Regions from separate parts of the Astyanax mexicanus genome. Here region 2 is linked to region 1. The links are chromatin contacts, called in public Hi-C maps. All regions are on one chromosome and are shown on one strand. Each heading gives the region's core, a stretch centred on a gene start, on an enhancer-like site or on the middle of the called end of the contact. The rest is flanking DNA. Distances are from core to core; before and after follow the strand shown.

Region 1 (7,677 bases), core at 1,676-4,175:
CATACATATTTATCATCTTGTTCTAATATTGTATTCATCATAATATACTTAATATAAAAAGAAGATTGGTATGTTTCCTTACATTTGATTTAAGCTTTGTTTGTGTAGGATATTAATTCATATTGCTCATATTGTGATTCCAATGTTTCAATATTCTCAATTAATAAGGACTCCCCTTATTATGCTACTATGTTATTGAATTAGAGGAATAAATTATTAGTTTGTAAAAGTACAATAGTGTTGTATATTACAATATATCATCCAAACAAAAACAGTTAACTAAAAAAATATAATAAATCACATATATAGGTTAAAATATGATAACATTCTACTTTAAAACAATATTTTAAGCATCAGACATAATTTTCACAGTTTCTTATTCGTCTGATTCGTCTGACTCTACACAATTCTAAATCTCCCAGTTTCTCCAGAACAGAGAGTTTGACACTAAAGCGCTCAGGATGAGTTTGTTTACATCGTAAAGCTTTAATTAGGGAGAAAGTCTGAATAATGGATGAAATTCCCCTTTAAGTCGTTGTGGAGGTGAATCGGATGTGCAGTGCAGGTGGTTTACAGTACAGGCTGCCAGAATAGAGGTCCTGAAGCGACCCTAGCACAATCAGCACATTAACAACAACCACCAATGCCCTACATACACAGACTCTCACTGAGATGCCCACTGAACTTCTGGTGCAACAGGAAGACGTTGTTTCATCACAGATCCAAGGTGCTTCCCCTGATTAAGATGAACTGAGGTTAAACTGAGGTTAAACTACAGATACAGCAAGGTAAATTCCTGTCAAGTCATGTCCAGCTGCCTGGCCTGGATGAGTGAAGGAACATCTTCAAGGCTGCACCAAAAGTCCAGTACAGTCACCTTGCTTCACCACTACCTGCTTTTTCAAAGACCTGCATGTATAAAAACATTTCTGAGTGGCCCACTTGTTATCTAGGCTCAGGTATAGTAGCAGGTTACTCCTAATTCGTCCTCATCCTCAGGGACCCCCAAGAAAAGCACTTCTTTTCACATTTAAAAGCAAAAGTGACCTCCAGCTTTCTTTACCTGCATAGAAGCGAAGCAGTGATCCCAGCTCTGTATTCATGCCCTCTTCCTGCACCCTCCATGGGTCCTTAAATCCCAGTTTGAAGAGGAAGTCGTTCTGGATCTGCAGAGGCCTCTCATCTCGTGCCAGACGCCGGGCTGCCTCGCCATGAAGCTGCACGTAGAGCGCCGGCGAGGTGTCGTGACCCTCAGCCTCCTGGGTCTCCTGGTTCTCCTGGGCCTCCTGGTTCTCCGGAGCCTCGGGCTGCAAACAAAGGTGCTGGGAGTGACCCGGAGAGCCCGGATTAGAGCCAGGTGTGACAGGTGCCGGGCTCAGAGGCTCCAGCCTGTTCCCGTTCATGTCTGTTCCGTCTGTTATAACAGACGACTCTTGGGTCACCTGGTGGCCACCTGGGCCATCACCAGGTACAGGGCCATCAAGCTCCAGCTCGTCTGAGGAGCTTCCATAAGCATCCGGGCCCTCAAACGGTGGGCTGAGTACAGACGCATCGGTGCCCAGGATCATATCGTCGCTTAAAGAGTCTCTATGCTCGGTCAGCCGTGACCCCAAGCTCTGCACCGACCCCTCGCTGTTCCCGTTCGGCGTCAAGGGGCTGGCTGAGATGGACACCTCAGGAGAGTAAAGGCTGAAGTCGTCAGAACGTCCACTTCCTTCATCCTTCTCGAACAAGAAAAGTCTGAGTCTGTCATTTTGTCTATCATTTTGTCTGTCACTTTCCGGCCTCAGGTGCTCAAACCGAGCCGGGGCCAAGTCAGGGCCTTCCGCGAGAGGCCGCCCACTTCCTATAACGCGAACCACACACCCTACCTTGCCACCGGTGGTTTGACCAAGGCGCTGGGCGATCTCGCCCGCCGTGGTCTCCAAAGTGCACAGAACAGGCCGAGGGCTTGAGCGGTCCCACGACCTGTCGTGAACGTGTATGGCACCTCTGTGGAGGTCAGCTCGGACCCACTGCCGGTCAGAGGCCTGGAGCTGGACCACTGCGGCCTGCCGGTGCCTCAGCAGGGCCTTCCTGTCCAGGCTGCGCGTGTGCAAGGAGGAGGAGGATGAAGATGAGGAGGAAGACGAGGAGGAGGATGATGAGGGCACAGCAGCTGAGCTCAGCTTGGCAGAAGCAGAAGCGGCGGACAGATTTCTCTTGAGTCGCCGCCTTTTGAGCAGAAGGGAACTTGAACTGGAGCCGGTACTGGTACTAGTACTGGTACTTGTACCAGTACTTGGAGTCACTCGGCCATTCTTGGCAGCTTTTATGGTGGTTCTGTTGGGCTCTGATAATGGAGAGCGCTGGCCACCCTTCAGGGCATCCATGCGGGAGATCTCGGGTTTGGGTTCCACACCACTGGCACTGGTACTGATACTGGTACTTCCACTGTTACTGGCGCTGGCACTTGCAATGCCGCCGCCACCACCACCACTGACACCGCCACCACCCCCACCGTCGTCCACCCCAGAAGCTCCAGACGGGCCTCCAGGCTTCTTCAGCTTGCTGATCTCAGTACTGCTGGGTTTCCACGAACCTCCCGTGTTAGAGCCGCTCTCCGCCGGCCTGAATGCTGCCCGCGCACTTTCCATCTCCGCCAGCCGTGCAGAAAAACAGCGGCGGCGGCGGCAGCAGCGGCCACAACAACGCCACAAGTAGACGCGCCGCCTCCCGCTCAGCTACAGGACGCGCACCGCTGCTGTCCGGAGGAGCAGTCCGCCGTCTGAGCGGCGCCAGGCAGGTCGCTGCACATCCAGGTCCCGCCGCGTCCCGGCTCCCTCCCCGCCGCGGTAAACGGCCTCGGCTACTTCTGCTGTTGTCAAATCATGGAGACTTAACGGGGCAGCGGCGCGATCAACCGGAGGGGCGGAGCCGCTCCACAGAGTACACTCTCCATCCAGGGAGAGAGCGGGGCGCGTCCCAATCCGCGCACACTCGCGCCTAGCGCACTACGCTAACCGGAAACACACTACTTAGGGCGCTACTATGTTTTTTTTAAGACACTTAAACCAAACTTTAACTGTTTTAACCTGATAGATTATTTAAAAACATTTATTATCTAATAAAGCTATTTTTTTCTATTCATATCACAAAAAACATAAAAATAATAAATAATATTGTAATAAACAATAATATAAATATATGATTATAGTCATGTGCATTAGTAATTTAGGCTAAAATAAATGCAAATAAAATAAGACTTATTTTATAAGATTTATTATTAAAGTAGTGAATATAGTAGTAATAGTGAAATAAATTAAACATAGCCTACTATTATTAGAATAACGATTCTATTAAGTAAATGCTTTACAATACATTTACAATGTTTTTTATGTATTGAAAGACAAAAAAGAGACATAATATTGTTACAAAGTATATAAATAAATTATTTCAGAAATGTACATTAGTATTCTCAAATAAATACATATCAAAATAAGACTTATTTGTAAGATGTATTGTTTACTTTTGTAAATAAAAAAAAAACATAAAAAAATTGGGTAATAGTAATTTGGGTAGATTACTACCTGTAAATATTGGGTGTTTTATGTATTGGAAGACAATATAAAGATATATAAAAATAAATAATATTGTTAAATAAGAATATTGTTATGATTTCAGAAACATAAAAAACATTAAGAAACTCAAAAATAAAGCCTAAGATGTGCTTTATTGTTATTATGTCATCAAAATAATTATATTAGTATGAGTATATTAAGTATATTAGTATGACTGACAAATAATTGACTACATTCAAATATTTTCTAGCTCTACATCTTTTTAAAAACCTTTTAAAGGATATTAGACATTGTCATAATGTGATAAACAAAAAGTAATGTATGTATATGTTATGCATATATTGTGTATATAACATATGTAGGCTATACATGTCTCTAAATATTTAAATACGTATTTGATTTGCTCTGCATTATTATTTTTATAATATATAATTTGTGTTTAAAAATGATTAACACAATTAATATGCACAACTGGCTTGTATGTAAAAAAAAAAAAAGTCAAGGGAAAAAAAGAAAAATGTATCCTTAATGTTTATCAATAATATTAAATAGTTTATTAAAATACTTAAATAAAAATATTTAACCTTTTCTTTTTAAACAGTATCTAGCTAATTCAAACATTCAATTACATAAAACGATGATAAAAGCCCCAAAAACTCGATTAATTGCCATAAAACTGTGTATGTTTGTGTTTAAGCCGCTGCTAGAGCACTAAACACTAGTTACACACTATATATGGATCCTCACTAGTGCACGGAGACGCGGATTAGACGCGTCCACGCAAACATCCGACGCTCTGACGCAAACACGTAGCTTTGCATATTCATGAGGGAACTCCGTAACGGCGCGAGCTGCACACTTTTCATTTTGCTGATGGGAAATGTAGTTTTCTTTAGAGCAAGCGCGCTAACACTTCTTAGGAAGCGTGCGCTTATTTAAACTACATTTCCCATGATGCACTGCGCAGGGACAGCGACAGCGCGAGACCGTCCATTTCATTAGGCGGGATGTGCGTAGCTGTCTGGTGTTGATAGTTTTTGGGGTTTAAATCGTTTTTTTTAAAACGATTTAACGCTTTTTATAGCGATATAAAGCAGTGTGAGTGATAAATACAGCATAAAATAGTTTTCGTCTATATTTTTTAAATCGATAATCATGTAAAAATTATGGTTACGAGGGTTGAATTTTTGTATATTTTAGTTTATTTAATTTAAAAATAATATAAAGTTGTTTTATTAGTATTATACAGTGTGTTTTATCTGTTTAAATATCTGTAAAGGAGGATATTTGGAGTGTAGCGGCTAAAAATAGATTCGCCATCTTGTAGAGTAAAGTTTAGACCTCACTAAGAGGTAAAGAGCGCCATCTAGAGCTCAACAGAGAACACTACTGTTTCTACTGAAATCAAGGGTTTGTACAGGTGAAGAGTTTGTAAGGTAAGTTCTAGGCATGATGGGTCAGTGTAACGTTTAGCAGTTTATTTTCTGACTGTGTCAAGCTAAATTCGAAAATAGAAAAATTGGTATAAAACTATAAGCAAAAAATATATAATATATATATTTTCCATTCTGTAGAGTAAAAAAGAAATGGGTTTTCATCCAATTTTTCAATTATATAGTTTTTTTTTTATTTCAGCCTTTGGAAAACAAAGTTTCAAGAAAAAAATCTTCTCTCGATTTTCATCTTGTAACAAATACATGTCTTTAATTCTTGCAAAAGGCAAAATTAAAAGCTCAGAAAATAAAGAAAAGATTAATTTTATATTTTTTCTTGAAAATCCAATTGTGAAGAGCATTTATCATTTAGAGCATTTATTTGGCTCTATTTTAGAAATGGCTAAAATAACAAGATCCAATATTTGGTGGAATAACCCTGGTTTTTAATCACAGTTTTCATGCATCTTGGCATCATGTTCTCCTCCACCAGTCTTACACACTGCTTTTTGATAACTTTATGCCTTTACTCCTGGTGCAAAAATTCAAGCAGTTCATTTAATAGTTTGATGGCTTGTGATCATCCATCTTCCTCTTGATTATATTCCAGAGGTTTTCAATTTGGTAAAATAAAAAAAAAAAAACATCATCATTAAGTGGTCTCTTATTTGTGTATGTTTGGAAAGCCATGTCATCTGCTGGTGTTGATCCACTGTGTTTTATTATCAAGTCTAAAGTCAGTGCAGTTTTGTTTTCCCACAAAATCTTACAGCACTTCATGCTTCCCTTTGCTACTGACAACTTTTATGGAGATGCGGATTTCATTTTCCAGCAGGACTTGGCACACTGCCCACACTGCAAAAAGTATTAATTGGTCTTATATAATATTCTTAATTGCTGAGTCACTGATTTTTGGATTTTCATTGGCTGTAAGCCATAAACATCAGCAATAAAATAAATAAAAACTTAAAATAGGTCACTATGTGTTTAATACATCTATATAATATATGAGTTTCACATTTTGAACTAAATGATTGAAATTAAGTAACTTTTCAATGATATTCTATTTTTTTAATGCACTAGTAGATTATCATACTCCAGCACGGTACTGTAATAGCAATGTGTAAATTGAGCATTACGTGTTACCTCAGGGAATGGTTGGCTTGGGAATGCCTACATCTGTATAAGTTGTGAGGTGTTACCTTGTGAGGGAAGCAGTGGAGTAAATAAGGCTACTCAGGCTGAGGTTTTGGTCATGGCGTTTAATGAAGATAAAGCAATCATTTGAACACTGGAAGCTGAATCATCTCCCAGCCAAAAAATAAAAGGGTGCGCACACACACTCACACACTCGTCACACACACATACTTATCACACACAGAACACACTCACTCACTCCTCCTCCAGACGTGTGTATGAAAAAGAGAAACACTTCTTTATTGCTGAATAATTCACACATCTGGCCCAGCCTGTCCAAACCGAGGACAGGACCAATAGTTTGTAGATGTTTCAATTTTAAAAGGTTTGTTTTAAAAAGGGTGTTTTAATGTGATAAATGAATGTGGTAAAGTCTAAATCTGGATCTGTGCCGTCTGTGCATACATAAAAAAAAAAACATGGAGAAAAATAAAATACTGTTATAGAATTATATGAAGTTCAATACTTTCTGTTGAGTCTGTCTTTTGACCTGAATCCTTACCAACTACTATAGTTCTATATATCCTTAATATTACAATGTATTATCTATTTAAATACTTTAATGGCTTTTGAAATACAAGATTAACCTGTTGTAGAAGGTATACAATATATAGTAGGGTCAGTTTCCAAAACAGTTTCCAAAAGGGATTAAGTCTAGTCCAAGAATATCATTAAAAAAGTTACTTTATTTCAGTAATTCAATTTAAAATATGAAACTCATATATTATATAGATGTATTAAACACAGTGATCTATTTTAAGCATTTATTTGTTTTATTGTTGATGGTTATGGATTACAGCCAATGAAAACCCAAAAATCAGTGTCTCAGAAAATTAGAGTATTATATTATAAGACCAGTTGGTATTTTTGGGTATTGTGGGCAGTGTGCCAAATCCTGCTGGAAAATGAAATCCACATGTTTATAAAAAGTTTTTTTCCACGAAAATCTTACAGCACTTCATGCTTCCCTCTGCTACTGACAACTTTTATGAAGATGAGGATTTTATTTTCCAGCAGGACTTGGCACACTGCCCACAGTACAGCTAAAAGTACCAATTGTTCTAATATAATATTCTAATTTTGTGAGACACAGATTTTTAGGGTTTTTTTTAATTGGCTGTAAGCCATAATCATCAACAGTAAAAGAAATAAACGCTTAAAATAGATCACTCTGTGTTTAATACATCTATATAATATATGAAATTCACATTTTGAACTAGATTACTGAAATAAAGTAACTTTTTAATGATATTCTTTTTTTTTTTAATACACTAGTGTAGAACTAAACTACTTAATCCCTGTCTGGGGAACCAACCTATAGTATCTAAAACAGGTCCACCACTGTGACTAATCAAAGAGCTCTCCTTGGTACTATATATGGATATATGGACTATATATTTTACTTAGTGTGGAAAATGTAGTGTACATAAAAACAATGCACTTTTATTGTAGGCTCCCCTAAACAGGCATGTGTATTTCCAATTTGC
Region 2 (7,677 bases), core at 2,941-5,440, 73 kb before region 1:
TGGTTGCTAGGTGTTGCAGCTAAGGTGTTGCTTGGTGGTTGCTAAGGTTTTGCTATGGTATCTGTAGTGGTTTCTACGGTGTTCCTAAGTGGTTTCTACGGTGTTGATAAGTGGTTGAAAGGTGGTTTCTAAGGTTTTGCTATGGTATCTGTAGTGGTTTCTACGGTGTTGCAGCTAAGGAGTTGCTAGGTGGTTGCTAAGGTTTTGCTATGGTATCTGTAGTGGTTTCTACGGTGTTGCTTAGTGGTTGCCAAGGTGTTGCTAGGTGTTTGCCAAGGTTTTGCTATGGTATCTGTAGTAGTTTCTACGGTGTTCCTAAGTGGTTGCAAGGCGGTTGCCAAGGTGTTGCTATGGTATACCTGGTGGTTGCTGGTGTTGAAATATGGTTGCTAGGTGGTTGCTAGGGTGTTGCTAAGGTGTTGGTAGGAAATCCGATAAGGACTAACATTTTAGCACTGAAAGAGAATCGAAGAAGAAGAAGAAGAAGAAGAAGAAGAACCACTCTATATCATTTTGATGCTGATATGTTGAGGCATTCTTGAGTTATTAAGCTGAGAAGACGACAAGGTGAGATTTCAGCGCCTTCGTAAGCGTGTTGTGCCACATTGAACGCAGTGTGAAATGTCGAGTTTTACAAATAAATGAATTATTTTTTTTAATCAAGTTCACCAAACCGTTTCATGAAAAAATAAGAAGATACACTAATTACCAGTAAAAATGTATCTCTGTAGTGTCTCGGGTTCTTAGTGTGAAAAAGGGGCTTGTGGGAGGTCTTTAGCAAGGGCCTGCAGGACTGCGAGTGTGTGTGTGTGTGTGTGAGAGAGAGCGAGAGAGAGCGAGCGAGAGAAAGCGAGCGAGGGGGAGGAGGGCTCTGGTCTCTGTGGAAACCGCACTTTCACACTTGGTGAAGGACTTAATCTTCAATTAGTCTGCAGCTAATCCACTAAACACCCTCTTTAGGAACTATCCAGATGTTCTCCTGCTTACAGCAATGTGTGTGTGTGTGTACTCAATGCCCCTAGACTACAAACCAGACTTCCAGTGTGTGTGTGTGTGTCAGCAAATAGTCAAAATCTTTCAACGAGTATACACACATACAAGATCCAAGCATATCATTATGACCGGCGTAAACCATGCAGCAAAAGTTTCAGAGCTTCAGTCGCTTCTGACTTTACTTTATCTACAGAGTGGAGCAGAATAGGTGGGAGTTAGTAATGGGTGATTATGGCCTAAAAAATAAGATTATTTGATTATTTCACAAAAAATCAGATTTTTGATCATAATTAATTATTTTTCCTCCTACTAAAAATCCAGCTACAGATGAAGAAATTATTTAAAACTAGATTTACCTGTAAAAAAAAAATGGTGTTAAGACGCTTTGGGTTGAGTTAACTTATATCACGCACTGAGAAATAACGCACTAAACAGGTCACAAAAGAAACTATGAAGGAGAGATTATTATTGTTTTTCACAATTAATCACGGATCCATCAGTTTTTAGAAATGGTTGGATTAATTTCTAGCTAAATATTTGCTTTTTAGTCTGTGGCAGCCTCTGTTAACCAGGGTAAGACGGATAAACACTTCAGAAATGAGGAGCGTTTTTGGATATTTTAGATTAAAAAGATAAAATCTGTAAAAATGTAAAACTGTGAATTAATCATAAAAATTGCCCAGCACTAGTGAGAGTGTGTAATAGAGTGGAGAACAGTGAGTGATGATTAAACACAGTGTTTAAGAACTCCAGCAGCACTGCTGCTGCATCTGATCCACTCACTCGTACCAGTATATGAGAATTAGATTATCACAATGTGTTAGAAAGTCCATCTACCAGGTGGAAAGGTAAGCAGATGAACAGCTAGGCAGGTATATATTAAACACGCAGACAAACAGATATACAGTATATATATATATATATATATATATATATATATATATATATATATATATATATATATATTTTTTTTTTTTTTTTTTTTTTTAAATCAGCACAGTCTAAATCTAAGCACATACTAATCTTTTCCTAAACGGCACCTCATGGTAAAGTGTGTGTAGCTGCCAGCCTCTCCACACCGCCTCCAGGAACACGTCCAGCACCCCCCCCCTCCACCCATCCTCCACCCCTCAGCTCCCCCCGGCCTTCAATCTGTCGCCCCGTTCCCCGGCGCAGGGCAGTCGTCCTATCAGCAGGCGAGATGCGGCCATAATTAATTGTCTGATGAATGTCAAACTGACGCTCTGGCACGCAGGCCTGGCTCACATGCACACACACACACACACACACAACCTGTTGCTGCGTGCAAACACACAACCCTTACATCCATATGCACCCAATAATGTCATATTCAGACAGACACAGACACATATCTGTACAATGGCTGGTAAATCATCTACAACAGTTTATTATAATATAAAGCTGCCAGTTTATGTATTTAAAAAAATAAAAGTCCAAAATTGTCATTCAACTGAAACACTGTTAAATAATGATGTCAAAAGTTCTATTTATAGGGATGTTTAGCCCTTTTTTATCATAAAAAAAAAAATCGTTATCAATTCGATACTTTGAATTCGGTACAGATACCCAAACAATACTCTTTTAGAAACATTTTTCTTAATTGTAAACAAAAAATATAAAAACTTTAAATGTTTTTACACAGACCTGACACACACCACACACTCATATCTGCACACACACACACACACACACCTGTTCAGATTTACTCAACGCACACACACTAACTCCCCAATGCTCTCTCTCTCTCACACACACACAGGCAGACAGACGTATCTGCACACACCGGTTCAAATTCACTGAACACACACACACGCCCGCACACAAACTCCCCAATATCCCACACAGACAGACAGACAGACGTATCTGCAAATTCGCAAGTTCAAATTCACTGAACACACACGCACACACACAAGCTCCCCAATATTCCACACAGACAGACAGACAGAGACAGACAGACAGTTCAAATTCACTGAACACGCACGCACGCACACAAACTCCCCAATATTCCACACAGACAGACAGACAGAGACAGACAGACAGTTCAAATTCACTGAACACACACGCACGCACACAAACTCCCCAATATCCCACACAGACAGAGACAGACAGACAGACAGACAGACAGTTCAAATTCACTGAACACACATGCACGCACACAAGCTCCCCGATATCCCACAAAGACAGACAGACAGAGACAGACAGACAGACAGTTCAAATTCACTGAACACACTTAAACAAACACACACACACACCAAGTCCCCAATACTTTCACACTTAGACAGACAGACAGACAGTATCTTAAACACACACACACATTTTAGATTTATATGCACCCATCTAACTCACACTCTCACCAGTACTCAGACAGACAGACAATCAGACAGACAGACAGACAATCAGACAGACAGAGAGACAGACAGACTTGGAGATACATATCTACACACACCAGTTCAAATTCACTGGACACACACACACACACCAAGTCCCCAATACTTTCCCACTTAGACAGACAGACAGACGGTATCTTAAACACACACACACACACACACACACATTTTAGATGCATATGCACCCATCTAACTCACACTCTCACCAGTACTCAGACGGACAGACAGACAATCAGACAGACAGACAGACAGAGAAACTCAGAAAGAACATGAGCCTGGTCAAACACACACCACACACACTCTGAGATATATATCTGCACACTCCTTTTCTATTTCACCACACACACACACACACACACACACACACACTGCCATGTGCAGGTGTTGAGTTATGAGACTCCTCTGAACTCAGAGTTTCAGTACACTCACACACACACAGAGAAGATGCCAGACGTTCCTTTATCACACTGCACACTAATCTACTGGATCCAACACACACACACACACCACACCTGCAGCAAGCTAACCAAACTCATATAAACCTCTGTGTACAGCTGCAGTGAACACATAATACACGGACAAAAGTATTGGGACACCTGATATCCCCCTACTTGTCAGCAGGTTCATGTCTATCTGCTCTATAGAGTTACTGTATATTCTAGACAATCAGTAATGAGTGCAGCTTAAAGCAGATAAATAAACTGTTAAGAAGAAGGACCCACACACACACACACACACACACACACACACTCCAGCAGCTACACTGCATTCCCCCCAGTCGCCACTAGAGGTCTCAGAGATCAGTGTGGAGCTCCAGCGCTGGATGATCAGTGTCTGAGAGGAGAGCCGGGCCGGACCACAGCCGCTCCAGATCCAGATCCAGATCCAGATCCAGATCACACACAACTCACTGACCATCACAGATTTTACAGCACTTCATGCTTCCCTCTGCTGGCAACGTTTATGTAGACGCAGATTTCATTTTCTAGCAGGACTTGGCACACTGCCCACACTGCCAAAAATATCAATTGGTCTTATATAATATTCTAATTTACTGAAACAACTATTTTTTTGGGTTTTTATTGGCTGTAAGCCATAATCATTAACAATAAAATAAATAAACACTTAAACAAAATAGATGACTCTGTGTGTAATACATCTATATAATATATGAGATTTTTACTCATAACTGAACTACTAAAATAAAGTAACTTTTCAATAATATTTAAATGTGTTGAGATGCACTAGTATGTTTATATACTCACAATCTGTGACCTGGTTTAAAGCGAGATTGAAGATACAGTAGGGATGTGTGATGATTTGGGATGCACATTATCGACAGATAATTCTTTTTTTTTTTCTTTTTTTTTTTAGAATCGTAGGCATCGTCGATATTTGAAACAGATACTTGCTGATGTATTTATTGTTGTAAAGTTAGTCGGCACTGAACACTCTACTTTTAAAATCTTTTGGTTTTGTTTATTTTTTATTAATTTTAATAGATATATTATCTTGTTTAACCTGTTTTTTTTTTAAATATATATATACTTTAAAGCTGTGAACAGTCTACGGAAAGCCTGATGAACTGAGATGGTGATTTGAGGTGATTTAATTGGGATGAGCTGGAGCTTCACAGTGTGAAGAAAAAGCAGCAGCTATTGCTCAGCACCTCCAGGAACTCCTTCCTTCAAGACGCTGAGAAAACTATTCCAGGTGATTCTCCCTCATGAAGACACTGAGATTAAAATTAAAACCAAGAGTGTTCAGATCTGTCCTTAAAGATAAACATGATCCTAATCTAAAGTCTCTAAAGTATAAAACAGATTCTGATTTTGTTTAACTCTTTTTTTTAAAGAATAATTCAGCATGTGCTCCTGTATAACTTTAATATAGTCTTCAATATAAAAAAATGCAATGAAAAATGTCATAAAAAGAAGAAGAAAACACACATTAAATGGGAAAAGGTGTGTCCAAACTGCTCCTTATACTTTTACACTGTCATTTTTACTGTACTACTTTTTTTTCCTCATCTTCTTCTTCATAATAGCTGTGACTTGGTTTCACACTACTGACACGCCCCCTCTGATTTATTTTTCTGCTGGGAAGTGTTTAAACATGTCAAACTCTGCTGCTGTGGGAGATCTGATATGTGATACTGCACATTCCAGTGCAAACAGTCTCAAACGCTGTTTAACACGACTATTTACCACCCTGTTACTTCATCTCTCACTCACGAGGGATCATGGGAAAAAGGTTTAAAATTAGCATAGCCTAGCCTAGCTTAGCTTAGCCTAGCACTGTAAGGATTAGATAGATAGATAGATAGACAGATAGATAGATAGATAGATAGATAGATAGATAGATAGATAGATAGATAGATAGATAGATAGATAGATAGATAGATAGATAGATATGATACGTAAACAGTAGATGAATGAACTAGTGAATGAACTACTAGTGCAAAATAGGGTAGAACTATAAGAATAGTGTTATGGGCATCAGCAAGATAGTGGGACCATAGATGGGGGTATGTCCATGGTGTGGCCAGAATTGCTGGAAAGAAAAGGTGTCACAGAGTCTTCAGTTTGCTGTGCTGAGATGAGTTGAAAAGTCTTATGGCCTGAGGGACAAAAGACTTTCGAAGTCTGTCTGTGGAGCAGGACTGGGACAGGATTAGAAATAAGACATACTAGACATACTAGTAGTTCCCGTTTTGGAGCAAATCATTGGTTAGAGTTAGCTCATAGCCTTCTTAGCTTTGCTTCCATATGTCTCCATAGTAGCAGCTGCATTTTATTTTAGGGTCAAGACTGTGATGTAACAGTTCTGGGGTTTTGAAATCAGTCTGTTTTATAGCTCTACTCTGGTTTTGCTGGATATTAATTTAAAGGAGGCTATTTTAGGTTAACAGTTTGCCACTTTTCACCTAGTGAATCTAAATTCAGTTAGAATTATTTTAAACTGCACCACAAAAAACAGTTTAATTCCAGTCCTTTTCAGAACGAGACGTTTAAAAGCTCGGTCCCTTTTATGCAAACAAGCTCTATTTTTACGCTGAATATTTACCACACGTTAGTGTTAGCTTGTGCTAAATTGCAAAACACAAACAAGCCAGTTCATGCTTAATTGCAAGAGAAGACACACAACACTTAAAAACTGCTGACTTGCCATGGATAGTAGGTACAGATTCCTCCTTCAGAGAAAGTCTGCTGCATAATCCTGCTTTGTACTGTCTGTGGGTCTAAACCAAAATGACTGAAATGGCATTTTTTTCAACTGATTTAGTGGATGGGGCTCTAGTGGGGGTAGAAGGGTGGTGGCAGGGTGGTTCTTTTTTTTGTATTTGTAATTTATTTCTATATTTTTTCCCATTTTCTCTCAATTAATGTAGGCAAAGTGTCTCACAGACACTCTCACAGACGCAGCTTTGTGCTGATCGACGTCACCCTTTGGAGTGCCATCTACTGTACCCACCCAGAGAGAGCAAGACAATGGCAATTGTTCTCTCTCAGGGCTCCGGCAGCTGGTGGCAAGCTGCATGACCAGGAGTCAAACCAGCTTTTTTTTTTTCCCAATCATAATGGCAGCGCTTTAGTCCACTGGACCACTGAGAGTGGTTCTATGCAAAAAAAAAAAAAAAAATTAATAATTTATGAAGTGTTTATAGGGGCAGTTTAGACCCAAGTAAAAATACAAAAGCACACAAAAAGTGAGATTTTAACAATATGTGCACTAAAAAAGCCACTTTTTCTTAAGTTAGAATCTCTAAGAGCACTGGAATCAAGTGAACATCAATAAATACATAGCTCCACCCAAACTAACACAGATCACAGGCTGCAGAAAGCCCGGTCACGACTGAACCTGAATTCAGGCCACTCCATCTCCAGAGCCCACAGCAGCTCATCCCTGAAGTTCACCATCAGCAACTATCGATTCACTGGAGAACCATCCGGAATCACATTTCCCCGTCCAAAGCACCTGATCGAAAAAATTAATTGCAGGCTATTCTTAGAAACAGCTGAAGACTGAGTCTGCTCAGCACGTCTGCAGCTCAGATAGCATCCGGGATAAACGACAACCTCGCTAACTGTCCACCAAACGTTAAAAACACACGTAACACACTCCCAGACCAGGCCCAGATTAATAAACATTAATAATCAGTTATAACACATACGTAGAAAACGCAATAATGACCTGTTGGTGGCCAAATAGTGAACCAACAGCCATCTATATTGTTGTCATTTCTAATTGTGTGTTAAAACTGATTATTAATTAT

Evidence for each region. Hi-C and Micro-C count contacts between places; a contact is called where the count stands out from the background.
Region 2: a contact with region 1 is called in a Hi-C map of muscle, with 15 times the contacts expected there. The contact joins the enhancer-like site here to the promoter of phlpp1 in region 1. A contact is called at or near these places in 2 of 3 Hi-C or Micro-C datasets (both in muscle).

Annotation. Positions count from the first base shown.
Region 1 is chr8:8,447,099-8,454,775 of AstMex3_surface, reverse strand. It overlaps phlpp1 (PH domain and leucine rich repeat protein phosphatase 1), which reads right to left and starts at 2,925. Exons shown (of 17, transcript XM_022678175.2): 1 at 1,064-2,925. The coding sequence starts at 2,636. All of the region lies in intron 1 of LOC125803805 (a long non-coding RNA gene), which reads left to right. It overlaps LOC103044371 (phosphatase and actin regulator 1), which reads right to left. Exons shown (of 12, transcript XM_049482062.1): 12 at 6,236-7,677.
Region 2 is chr8:8,521,679-8,529,355 of AstMex3_surface, reverse strand. The region is part of intron 1 of phlpp1 (PH domain and leucine rich repeat protein phosphatase 1); the gene reads right to left. The region is part of intron 1 of LOC125803805 (a long non-coding RNA gene); the gene reads left to right. Among protein-coding and RNA genes, the nearest start is that of LOC125803805, 39 kb to the left of the region's middle. Within about 2 kb of position 4,190, the one cell type or tissue checked has an H3K27ac peak away from gene starts, as active enhancers do.